2 separate regions of the Mus musculus genome follow, and region 1 is linked to region 2. The links are chromatin contacts, called in public promoter capture Hi-C maps. All regions are on one chromosome and are shown on one strand. Each heading gives the region's core, a stretch centred on a gene start, on an enhancer-like site or on the middle of the called end of the contact. The rest is flanking DNA. Distances are from core to core; before and after follow the strand shown.

What was found. Promoter capture Hi-C pulls out the DNA fragments that hold promoters and counts their contacts.
Region 1: a contact with region 2 is called in a promoter capture Hi-C map of neutrophils, with 2.5 times the contacts expected there. The contact joins the enhancer-like site here to the promoter of Itsn2 in region 2. A contact is called at or near these places in 6 of 39 promoter capture datasets (the 3T3-L1 cell line, the C10 cell line, liver and 1 more), 1 of 484 Hi-C or Micro-C datasets (the G1E-ER4 cell line), 2 of 115 datasets of contacts at active chromatin or transcription factors (the SCID.adh cell line and expanded potential stem cells) and 2 of 9 other capture datasets (adipose tissue and liver).

Annotation. Positions count from the first base shown.
Region 1 is chr12:4,930,050-4,932,749 of GRCm38.p6, forward strand. All of the region lies in intron 1 of Atad2b (ATPase family, AAA domain containing 2B), which reads left to right. Among named protein-coding and RNA genes, the nearest start is that of Atad2b, 14 kb to the left of the region's middle. Within about 2 kb of position 1,307, at least 15 of the 459 cell types and tissues checked have an H3K27ac peak or open chromatin away from gene starts, as enhancers often do. A contact at or near this core is called in neutrophils, where this site is marked.
Region 2 is chr12:4,591,722-4,594,421 of GRCm38.p6, forward strand. It overlaps Itsn2 (intersectin 2), which reads left to right and starts at 1,287. Exons shown (of 40, transcript NM_001198968.2): 1 at 1,287-1,511. Gm3625 (predicted gene 3625) reads right to left here and starts at 2,010. Exons shown (of 1, transcript NR_169069.1): 1 at 1-2,010.

The DNA of each region.
Region 1 (2,700 bases), core at 57-2,556, 340 kb after region 2:
ATCTGTCTCAGTACAGGGGAACGCCAGGGGCAAGAAGTGGGAGTGGGTGGGTGGGGGAGTGGGTGGGGGAGCGGATGGGGGACTTTTGGGATAGCATTGGAAATGTAAATGAAATACCCAATTTAAATAAATAAATAAATAAATAAATAAATAAATAAATAAATAAAGCAAAAACTATCATCCAGAGAATTCTGTCGGAAGAGGTGCATCTACGTGATTGCAGATTGTTTCTGTTTTTCTGTACCTTCTGGCCACTTGTCACTTGCATGTCTTTGTGTGCTTGGACATGATTTTATAACGATTGTTTAGAAACAGTGTAAGGAAGCACTGCTTTTGGGATGTTTGAGGGACATTCAGGACATCTTCTATGCCTGCAGTTTCAGGACTTGGTAGACAACGGCTGTTCCAAGTAAATAAAGAGCAATCCAGTTTGGTTTTCTGCAATCACGGTAACTGCTACCTCTGTGCATTTTTTTAAAAACAAATAAAAGGGGGAAAAAAGGAGCAGCTGCATTTTTTATTGAGCTTTGTAATGAGTCCTGGAATATGCTAGTTGTTCCCCACCCCCTTAAAAGGTAGACTAAAAGGTGGTCTTACTAAGGAAATTGGAAAAGACTGTTCATACCTATAGACTATTTGATCTAACTGTGGAACCTTTGTCTCTACTAATAATTATTTTGTCTCTTTTAATTATTTCTGGTTTTTAATTTTTCTGAGAATTTTTTGCTATTATAAATATTTATATCAGTGTTGTGACTCTATCAACCCAATGAATTGTATTGATTTCAAGTATGTCATTTTTACTCCTTCTCTTAATGTCATCTGTCCATACTAGATTTTCAATAAGTGTTTGCTAATTGAATTTATTTTTTTAGTCTAAGATATTTTCCTACTCTTGGATTGTAATTACTCTGACAGATTGCTAAATGGCTGTGGGTAGATTGCGTAATCTCTCTGAAATATCTTTGTCATGAAACTAGTAACACCTACCCTCAAAGGGTTAGGTCATAATTAGCTAGCAAAGTGCTTTGAAGATGAAAAGCTAAGGTTGAGTATTATGACCAGCCTATTAAAGGTAAATTGTCAGTATCAGGTTTGTAGATAAAAGCTTTCCCAAACCTTGAAGATAATTAAATGGTGTTAAAATAATTATTTTCTACCTGTTTAGATCTGGTTATTTGTATTACTTAAATCCTTAGATTCTTTTGTAAGGAGGAACCTTTTTGTAGTGTTTATGCTGAGGTCTGGTCTTTAGTATGTCCATGTCGAAACCCTCTCATGGAAAAAAAAGTGAAAATGTAGGTCTAGTGCGTAAGTTGGGGTACTGCACCCCAGATGATACCCTCAAACTTGCATATTGAGAATCAGTTGAAGGCCTTATTAGATCCCTCCACCTCCAGAGATTCTAGTTGAGCAGGTTATAGTCTATGATGACTAATGTAGGTAGGCTCTGATGCAGTTGGTATTTGGACAACAGTTTGAAAGAAGCTTTTGTTTTGTTTTGTTTCTCTGTGTAGCCCAGAAATTACTCTGTAGTTCAGGCTGGCCTCCAACTCAGAGATACTAAGGTTCTGAGTTAACTAGCTAGTCCAAGATCACCTGGCTATTAACTTACAAAAGAAAAAAAGAAAACCACCTAGGAGCTAGCTGGTAATGATAGTAACTATCTTTCATTCACCACTGGGGAGGCAGGAGCAGGTAGGTCTCTCTGAATTTGAGGCCAACCTAGTACCAGGCCAACCAGTTACATGGTGAAATGTTACCTCCAAAACAAACAACAAAAACAAAAATAAAAACAAAAAGAGGGCTGGTGAGATGGCTCAGTGGGTAAGAGCACCCGACTGCTCTTCTGAGGGTAGGAAGTTCAAATCCCAGCAACCACATGGTGGCTCACAACCATCCTTAAGGAGATCTGACTCCCTCTTCTGGAGTGTCTGAAGACAGCTACCGTGTACTTACATATAATAAAAATAAATAAATCTTTAAAAAAATGTTTAAAAAAACAAACAAAAAAAAAAAAGGATACTGCCTGCCTCTGCCTCCTGAGTGCTGGGAATAAAGGCATATATTACCATGTCTAGCAAAACTTTTTTTTTTTTTGTAAAGAATCTTTATTTTCTTTTTTCTATTTCTTTTTATTTTTTATTCTTTCATACAATACATCCCTACTCTGCCGCTTCCCCTGCTTCTCTGCCTCCAGGGTGTTGGGATTAAAGGTCATCATGGCCTAGAACTTCTTAATTGTGGAACTAGAAGGGCTCCTAAAAGCTTGATATTTAGAAAATTATATGGACAGATTACGTAAAAATTGTATCCTTCAAAAATTTACTTTTTTTTTGTTATGTTTAATTCCTTAGAACATAGTACTTGTCTTCAGAATTTTGTTTGCAACAGATCAGTACTTGCAGAAAAAGAACTTGGTCAAATAAGCTTGTGAAATTATGATATATAAATTAGGAAGGTACAGTAGTTTAGGTTAGAGCCTTTTCAGGAAGATTTAATGTAAAAAAGAGTCTTAAATGGTGAGTGATAGGATTTGATTAGAAGGAATAATGCTGGCAGGATGTGAGTCCCAGCACTTGGGAGGCAGAGGCAGGCAGCTCTCTGAGTTTGAGGTCAGCCTAGTCTACAGAGAGTTCCAGGACAGCAAGAGCTACATAGTGAGACCCCCCCTATCAAAGAAAAAGAAGGAATATTGCT
Region 2 (2,700 bases), core at 37-2,536:
AAAACCCTGTTTATCACCATCAATGTTTGCTAAATTCCTCCTAAGAGTTGGTTGTCCAGTTCAGTTGGCCCTGAGCATCTCCGCAATCTCTTTCAAGTCAGACTTTCTATCTGCATCAGCCCCAACAGGGGTCAGTGAAGCCTGGGGTCATCTGATCTACACATATCTCTCACATTTCAATTGAAATCATAGGGATACTAATGTTTGAAAACATCCATTTATTTATGGGATTTTTAAAAAACAATTTTTATATAGCCTAGACTGACCTCAAATTCACAATCCTTCTCAGCAGTCAGACTGATGCGACTCGTTCTCTGTGTGCAGGGGTTACAGGCACGCACCAGTTTACGTTATGAGTTTTGCATCTCAGTACACTTCCTTCCATGGAAACCTTACACTCCCATTTTGCCCATTAGGGACCATCATTTCCTCATCCTCAACCTTAAGAAAGCTTTTTTTTTGTCCAGGGGGTGCTGTTGCCTCTGTCAAACAGCAGATAAAGAATGGTGATTTGAGTGAGGAAACCACAGAATAGAAATAAGTTCTAAGTATGAGTTTCTCCTATTAGATGGGTAAGGATGTTTAGCTTCTGCAAGCAGAAAAGTCCGGGACGGTCTTCCTGTCTGTCATGAGCTTGCTCTTGTGTGTGAACAGAGGGATGCTTTTTCTCAGTCTCTGTCTCTGTCTCTGTCTCTGTGTCTCTGTCTCTCTCTCTTTCTCTCTCTCTCTCTCTCTCTCTGTGTGTGTGTGTGTGTGTGTGATGGTGAATGGACAGCTAACTCTTGGGTGTGGTAAAATCCTTTAAGGAGAGTCCTTGAGAAGGATCTGCAGCAAAGGTGGAGGCAACTCCTTTGCACCTCTAACTTCCCCATTCTCAGGAAAGGCTTGCTCACATGTTAACGAAGAGACCTTCAGTGAATAAGAAGGTTCCAGCTTGAGAGACAGCAAGCTCCATGTGTGGTCCAACGGGGATGTCCTGGACATCTCTTGGCCCTTTCCAAAACCTTAGGGTCCTGTGGCAGGAAATGTCCCACCCAGTCCCCGGCAAGTCACCTCGAAGAGGAGGAGCCAGGTGGGGGGTCTTGGCAGCTCCTGGAAGGGCTGTCAGCCGCGGAGCTTCGGGACCTGGCGGGAGGAGAAGCATTTCGGCCCACGCCTTCCACGGTTCCGGGGGCGAGGAGGAGCGCCACGCAGTGTCACGCTCCCCACGGTGAGGAGTAGGTGTCCCGCGGCTAGGCGGGCGGGCCGTCACTGCCCGCCCGTCGCTCGCCTCCCCGCCCCCCGGCTTCCTGCGGAGGCCGCGGCCGCCATGTTGTTGTGGGGCTGAGGCGGCGCCGGCTGAGAGCCCAGCAGCCGTGACAGGCTGCGCAACAGGTTCGCTGCGGCCGGCCTGACGACTGACCCGGCGGCGGCGGCCGCGGCACGGCAGGGTCTTCCCGGAGCTTGGCCGCGCCCACGCGCCGGTGTCGAGGAGCGCGCGGGGTCGCGCCGGGACGTGCGCGAGGCGCCAGGTGGGTGAAGCCGCCCGTCGGCGCGGCCGAGGGGCGCGGGGCAGGTGCGGCCGCCGCCGCCCCCGGGGTTCCACGGGCCGGGCAGAGGGGGCTGCGCGCCGCGCACCGCCGGGTTCAGTCCTCGGAAGCGCGTGCGGCCCCCGCCCTAGGCCCCGGCCGAGGACGGCCGTGCCGGGCGGAAACCTCCGGCCCCGGGGTTCCTGCCTCCGCCGCGGGGCGGGCGGGCCGCTCCTCTCAGAGGCCGGGAAGCCCGGGCCCCTTGCCGCGGCCTCGCTTGGCAGGTGACGGCCTCCGCCTATCGCTGGTGGCGACCGGGTTCCGGGCTTTCCTTAGGGGCATCTGGGCTGGGTGCGCGTTGCCTTGGGGACCTATTTTATTTTGGCTTAGTTGACTTTTCTTTTCTTTCTTTCTTCCTTTCTTTTCTTTTTCCTCCTTGGTCAGGGTTGCTGCAGAGTGTCAGGTGAGCCGCATCCCGGTGCGTCAAAGTAGCCGGAGTCACGAGAGGACAGTGGGCGGATGCTTGGCGTCCACTGCTCGCGTTATAACAGCTAAAGTTGAGAACTGTTAAGCGCTGACTTCTGCATTATGCATTTCTAGGGTATATATAGGAAGCACAGCGAGGAGTCTCTGTAGCCAAAGTTCACTGCTTATTTAAGGGAGAAGAGGCACCTACAAGTGCATAGTGAGTAGGTAAACCGAGGCTGCAAGTTTCATTCTGCTGAAAGACACTGTTTGCAGGTATTGGTCATGCTCTGTGTTATTCAGTGATTGTCCGTGGCAAATACACTCATTTGAAACTTGCATTCATAACGAACAGGAACATTTTGGATAGACCCAGCTACTTTACAATAGGAATTCAAGTTGACACAGAAATTACTGCCGTACTCCGTGCTTCTTGTCTGTTTCACGGCGTTTCCTACTTCCTCAGGGGACGCAAGGTGTCACTTGGAATTTTGTGTTGTTAGCTTAGTTTAGGTAGTACAGACTGGAGGCCAAACTAGGTGCTTAAGCCTTTGAGAAATTGCTAACTTCCCTTTCACGGTTTGCTGTATTGTCATCCAGTGCTAAAACCTAAAAGCAATCTAGAAACATGGCCTACAACATTTATACAAGTTGATGGGAGGCCTGCAAAATTCAGTTATGTGCTTGCCATTACGTTGGCGGTTATTCTTATGACTGGTGTGCTGCT